Linked DNA regions of Mus musculus: region 1 is linked to region 2. Evidence: chromatin contacts called from public Hi-C data. All regions are on one chromosome and are shown on one strand. Each heading gives the region's core, a stretch centred on a gene start, on an enhancer-like site or on the middle of the called end of the contact. The rest is flanking DNA. Distances are from core to core; before and after follow the strand shown.

Region 1 (3,340 bases), core at 441-2,940, 160 kb after region 2:
TGTGTGCCAATAAAAAGTGTTCAAATTGCATTTCACTACATAATGAATTCTGGTTCAACTTGCTTTGACATAAATAAGATTGGGTAAGGGAAACCAGAAGTAAATCAAATAAATTAATAAAAGCATCAGAGTCCTTTCAATGTTGTCCCCAGACAGTGTCTGCTTATTTGTATAATAAGACCTGCTCTTATCAATTACGCGCCTGGCATGTGCCTCTGTAGAAAGAAGAACTTCAGGGTAGAGTTTGGATATACTCACTCTTCACTACCGAAATGCCAACACTCCTTTTGAATATTGAAGAGGTGAGATTTCAAAACCAGGGCCATGGGCCCCAACTTTCAACTAAAGATAAAAACAATGACAGCAACAATAACAACAACAGCAATGAGATTTTAGATGCAGATGTGCGTGTAAGGCTAACGATTAGCTGTTCTTCTTATTTCCCTAATTATACATGTTTACCGAACATGGGATTTTTGCATTTTGTCTAGACGAAGGGTCTGTCTCCACTAGCATAATACATAGCTGTGTTTGTGAGTTTTGTGAAGTATTGAATTTGCATCTCCACAGCCACTTGTTAGAGTTCATTGTCTTATTCTGCAGCCAGGGGGAAATCTGCAGCGATTTGTTAGGCACAGTTTGTCATAGACCCCAGCACTGAGCACACTGCACACAGGGCCAGGAAGACGGATTTTAGATGCACCCTTTATTTAATATTTATTGTGGTGGTTGAGCTATTTTGCAACTGCTCTATTGTTTATTTGTGTTTCTTGGAATCTGTGCTTGTTTTCTGAATGTGATCATAAAGCCACCAAGCTAAATATAGAACATGTTAAGTTATAAGCCGGCCATATCCGAGAACAAAGGGCTGGATGGAAAAGTCTATCTCTTTAGTCTCGAATTAGCCTAGGGCTATAGGAAGAAACCATGGGCAGCTTGACCTGGAGTAGTTCTGCTAGGAAACAAGTATTTTATGACTCTCTGGGGCAGAGATGGTCACTGTTCAGGCGATTTCACCCTGCAGAGGTTTGTCGTATTTAGTTACTTGCTATTTCGCAATTCCAAAGAGCAGAAATTACTTTTTTTTTCCTTTTCTGATAATCCCTTAAAAATTGAGTTCGAATGACTCCCCTTGGAAAGACCTGGGAAAATCCGCATGTTTCTAGATCTGGAGACATGGCCTCTAGCTGTTAGAACATAGTTTGGCAGGATCACTGTGATTTCAGAAGCCCTGAATCTTTGCGTGAAAGATGATTTATCTGTGAACTACATCTGGTGTTCTTCATCTCGAAGTAAATAGAGAATGTGTGAAATGAACTTGAAGCAGGATAGAAGAGATCCCCCCCCCCTTTTTTTAACATCACGTGAGGCATGCAAGAAAGCGCCAAAGTGAAACTGTAAGCAGATTGGCCCAGGAAACATTGGCAAAGGGGCCATCAGGAGGAAAGCTTTCCTGTGAGATTTATTGACATCACTATTCAAGCTAATTTCGCAACCTTGGTCTTAAATAACCTTGTCCCTCCCTGTCAACTTCCTCTGGTGCACCAAAGAGCAGAAAGAACTTGGAAGAACTCAACCCGTGCCTTAAATGTAAGAGTTCTTTAGGTGGGCTGCCTGTTCCCATAGATACAGGTGACCATGGCAAGGAATTTCCTGTGAACTTAGGGAAACCACTGATCCCGCACCAAGGAACTGCCTCAGAGAGAAGCAATGGCTGCAGCCGTTCTAGTCAGGAGCCGCATTCCTCTGCTTTCCTTTGAGAGCAAAGTTAAGTTTTCAGCAGAGTTAGACCCTGAACTCAGGCGAATTTGCTTTCATATCCCAGGAAACGAGTGACCCTCCCTCTTAGTGCCCAAGGTTTGGTGTTTTAGAGAATGCAATTGTTACCCAGCCACGGCTTGGCCTGAGCCTTAAATCCACTCATTAACCATCATAATCTGAAAGCCTGTGCCAGGCTTAATGCTACCATTCTGACCTGGTGCCTCACACTCCTTTGGGCAGCCTCTACCCCGACAGGGAGTTCACTTTCTCTTCTTCTGTTTCTTTATTTTTGCTCTGCCAATGCCAATGGCACACAAGGGCTGTCTTTAGGGCATGAATGCCAAATGCTTTCTCTAGATATCTTGAATGATAAGATCTTTTTCCATCCGTTCACCCCCACCATCTCATGATACCTGGCTCTAAATGCTTTTCTCCTTGGCCCAACCCCTTCTCGCTAGCTTAACAGAGCTCTTCTTTCCAGATTTTGCTGAGTTTGTGCTTCCTGGGCCACTGGGTACTTTTCACTGACTAAGATAAAAAGGAGCCAGAAGGAGCCAGGAAGCAGATGTATCTGGGGTAGCGTGTGTCTTCAAGAGATGGAATTCTCATCTCCTCATGAAAGGAGCGGTGAATGGGTATAATTAGGCTGATGAATCAGTGGAACCTGGTTACAGAATTTTTTTTCCCCCTGACTGGCTTTAATGAGAAGCAATAGCTATCGGTTTCCACCGAAACACACAGAAGGTAAAACAAGAGTGGGGTTGGAACAAAAGGTAAGATTCAGCGTGGGCTCGAACTCTGTCTCCAAGAATAAGCTTTGCTTGGGTGGAAGGTATGCGGCTCGGAACCAAAGCAAAACAAAGAAACAGCACAAAGGCATAACAGAGCTTTGCGGCTCTCTCTGTATTTCATTTCAGAGGCTGTCATTCAGGGAGCGCAAGGGGCTTTGCAAAGAAACGCCTATGCTGGCATTTCATAACCAATGGGAGAATGTTGCTCCTCTGCCCCCTCGTCCCCTCAAGCGAGGCACTTAGCATAGGTCAGCTCACAGGGTCAAGGAATTTTTAGGGGTTGTCTTAAGGTTATCTCTCATCAGCCAGCACCCTCCCTTGGCAATGTGAGTCGGGTCCAAGGCATTGAGACTTTACTCACCTTCAAGAAAACAGGAAGAACATAAGCAGCCCCCAGAGGGAGGCTCTTCCTGCATAATGCAAGGAATTGAAAACACCAATATTCTAGACCGCATCTATGACAGCTAGTTAATACCTAAGGTCAAGAGGTTATGTCCTCCAAGAAGAGGGTTTCACATCCAAACACATGGCCCTCGGCTCTTGCTGAAACTTAAGTGGAAGCTGTGCTGACTCCACATCTTGCAGATCCAGAGAGTGGCCAGGACACCTTTGGCTCCCTCTACCATCAGCACAAGACTCTGCCTCCAGGGGCTTCTGACTTGGCTATTCTGCTCTCTGCAGCTTTCTGCTAGGAGGGCAAAATACCCGAGATAACCAACTTCAAAGGAGGAATGGCTCCTTTTCCTACAGGTTTCAACCTGTGGTCACGCTGTTAAACGTAGGTCTGT
Region 2 (3,370 bases), core at 601-3,100:
TGTAGTTTTATTGAAAGCCCTTTGTGTGTGTGTGTGTGTGTGTGTGTGTGTGTGTGTGTGTGTGCGTGCCTGTGGTGATAGAATAATTTTATTTTTTTATTTATTTATTTTTGTTTTTTGTTTTTTCGAGACAGGGTTTCTCTGTATAGCCCTGGCTGTCCTGGAACTCACTTTGTAGACCAGGCTGGCCTCGAACTCAGAAATCCGCCTGCCCCTGCCTCCCGAGTGCTGGGATTAAAGGCGTGCGCCACCATGCCCGGCAATAGAATAATTTTAATGGTGTTCTAGCTTCCATGTCTGGCTTACATTAAATCGTGTATCTGCCTCACTCAAGGAGGATAGGTATTCTACACAGCTTCCTTACCAGACCACCATCAGGATCCAATAATTGATCAAACATCAAATGCTCTATGGATGTGTGTAGCTATTGTCATGTCCAATGAAATTAGACAAGCGTTCAGACAGCCATGAAGAGAGGTGAAATACCATCAAGCTTCACACAGCCACATGAGGAGAGAGGCTCTCCCTAGCTGCAGGACGGTACCTCGCCTTGGAGGAGTGTAGGGATGCAGGAGGAGTCGGCTCTAGCATCTGTCTTCTGTCCTAGCCTCTGCTTAGGACTGGGGACCCTGGGGATCACCTTGCTTTGCCTGGATTTTCTGAACTCAAATTGTACTGACCTGGGTTATCAGCACAGTGAGGTGCACACGACTAATGAAGCTGCCGCTCTGTAACCTGAGGGTGGCCTGAAGGTCCTTCTGAGCTCCCCTGCCTCTATAGAAAGGAATGGACGAGTTAGAGAAAGGACTGAAGGAGCTGAAGGGGGTCAAAACCCCATAGAAAGAACAACAATATCAACCAACCAGACCCCTCAGAGCTCCCACCAACCAAAGAGTACACATGGAGGGACTCATGGCTCCAGCCACACATGTAGCAGAGGATGGCCTCGTCAGGCATCAATGGGAGAAGAGGCCCTTGGTACTGTGAAAGCTTGATGCCCCAGTGTAGGGGAATACCAGGATGGGAGTGGGTGGGTAGGTGGATGAGGACATGCCATCATAGAAGCAGGGGAAGGGAGATAGGGACTTTTGGGAGGGAGGGGGATCAGGAAAGGGGATAACATTTGAAATGTAAATAAAGAAAATATCCAATAAAAAGAGAGAGTAATGAGGGACAATTGGGACTGTTGTACTTCAGGTTTTAGGGACCTCACAAGAGAGCGCAGCCTCATCTTTGCCTCAGTTTGCCTGGTCAGTGTTAGCCTGACACAGTCACCATCCAGTGCTGATCTCTGATTATAAGTCTGGGTGCCTTTAATTGCTGCCCAACCCCTAGAACCCCGGGACTGTGAGAAAAGCCAGCATTTGTGTTTTCCAGGGGCTCTGCCGAGGTGCTAATTAGGCTCTTAGCAAAGTTTTACAATCAAACAGTAAGAGGATTGTTGATTTTTTTCTTCCTTCTTCCTCCTTTTTGGCTTTTGGCCCCATTCCTAAGTATGCTTCATAAAACTCATCTTGTTCTTTGGCCCGTAACCCCGAGCTGCAGTGTGCTGCTGGCAACCCAGACTAGCAGCTGCTCCAGGGAGGGTAGAGCTGAGCTGAGCGGAGCAGACTGGGAGAGGTGGCTCCATGGGGCAGCATAGAGCTGATGGGGGGTGGGGTGGGGTGGGAGAGGCAGCTCCACAGGGCAGCATAGAGCTGATGGGTGGGGGCGGGAGGCTGCTCCATAGGGTAGTGTGAGCTGATGTGTGTGTGTGTGTGTGTGTGTGTGTGTGTGTGTGTGTGTGGTGGGGTGTGGGGGAGATGATGCGGAAGTTTCCTCATCCCTCTTTTTCCTTCTCTCTCCCTCCTGGTCTCTGCTTTTCTCTCCCCTTCCCTCCACTCCCTTCCCCTTCTCTCCCCTCTCTTCCTCTTTCCTCCCCTCCCTCCCTTCCCCAGTCTTTCCTTTCCCTCGCTCCTCCTTCCCTTCCCCTCCCCTCCCCTCCATCCCTGCCCCTGTACCCCTTTTATTTATTTTTGGGGAGAAGAACAGATTTTTTTTTCCTTTTTTTTCAGGCTTTGTGATGAGTATGAACACACCTGAGCCTTAAAGACAGGCAGAGATTTTTTGTGTGATATTGTTCCACAGAAGCCATTCTTAATTCATGTCCCCAAAGAAAAGGCTTACATGGGCATGTCTCTCTCACGACTTCCTGATGGGTTCGAGTATATTTTCATCCCGGGTACCCTTCTCTCCTTTCACCAGCTAACCCTGTCAGCCTGTGATTTAGCTCCTACAGATGACTGAGATGTCATTGGCCTGATAGCATTCTGGCCTTAGGTCCAGGGCAGAGCCAGGGTTACTGTCCCTAGCAGACTTTCTTCTTAGACACCTGCCTGCCTGGGCCACTCGAGAAGCCAGGAGCTGCGTGGATGGGGTCTTGGCTGTTTTTGTGGGCTGTGTGTTTTCACACTTTTGCTACTTTTCAAAAATATCCATCCAGAGGCTCAAGAACTTTAAGTAAATATGAAACAGTAAACAAATTCAGCTGCCAGGATCACTGGAAACACTCAAACAACAGGCATTTGGAACACACCAGGAAATTCATAAGGTTTTTTTTCCTCCCTCCCATGGATAGAAAGAGCATCTTTCTGTTGCTTTGTTTAAATTATAAAGATGCTGTGTTTTGGGGGAGCTCACGATAAAGTCTGACACATGCCCTGTTCCCCAGTGTTCTGCCCTGGTCTCTTCTTGGAGCTACTCCTTCATTGAGGTCACATGTAAATAGTCCCACCAGGCAGGCGGCTTCCGTCAGCAGGTGTATTCCTTCCGGGAAAGACAGTTGAAAGTCTCTCTAGCCCAGGTTTTGTTTGTCACACACCTTAAAAATGTTCAAGATGCCTCTTAGTTTTAGAATCTCTCTCTTTCCTCCTCTCATGGGCTTATACTGTGCTGTTTTATTACATATTCCCCCAATTAAGTGCTCAAAGCATCGGGAGCCCAACTGGGAGAGAACTGGACTTTCAATCGATACACGAGACATAAACGTTTGGGTGAAACAAAGATATTAAAGAGAGACTCTGAGAAACATACACTCTTCTCTCATAGTGCATAGGCACTGTAAGCGAGGCAGGGACCCCCGGAAGTTATCTTCTCATGTAAAAGGCACAGTTTGGCTCCAAGTAAGATGGGTACCCGAGTCCAGGAAAATTACGCTTTAAAAAACAAAACCACTATCATTCTTAAATCATAACCTTTAAAGTTACACTTAACATATCTGATTTCTTTCAGAAATTTCACACGAAACAAGCTGACGAGTTTGTCCAGGAGACATTTCCGCCACCTTGACTTGTCTGACCTGTAAGTAACGATTTTGTCTGGCATTTGGGAG

The links. A called contact is a pair of places that touch in the nucleus more often than the background predicts.
Region 1: a Hi-C map of neural progenitor cells shows a contact between it and region 2, with 1.8 times the contacts expected there. The contact joins two enhancer-like sites. A contact is called at or near these places in 1 of 15 datasets of contacts at CTCF or cohesin (embryonic stem cells) and 5 of 484 Hi-C or Micro-C datasets (embryonic stem cells, neural progenitor cells and uterus).

The regions. Positions count from the first base shown.
Region 1 is chr13:59,002,446-59,005,785 of GRCm38.p6, forward strand. All of the region lies in intron 13 of Ntrk2 (neurotrophic tyrosine kinase, receptor, type 2), which reads left to right. Among named protein-coding and RNA genes, the nearest start is that of Gm53063, 70 kb to the right of the region's middle. Within about 2 kb of position 1,691, at least 37 of the 459 cell types and tissues checked have an H3K27ac peak or open chromatin away from gene starts, as enhancers often do. A contact at or near this core is called in neural progenitor cells, where this site is marked.
Region 2 is chr13:58,839,606-58,842,975 of GRCm38.p6, forward strand. Ntrk2 (neurotrophic tyrosine kinase, receptor, type 2) reads left to right here. Exons shown (of 18, transcript NM_001025074.2): 5 at 3,271-3,339. Among named protein-coding and RNA genes, the nearest start is that of Ntrk2, 34 kb to the left of the region's middle. Within about 2 kb of position 1,851, at least 72 of the 459 cell types and tissues checked have an H3K27ac peak or open chromatin away from gene starts, as enhancers often do. A contact at or near this core is called in neural progenitor cells, where this site is marked.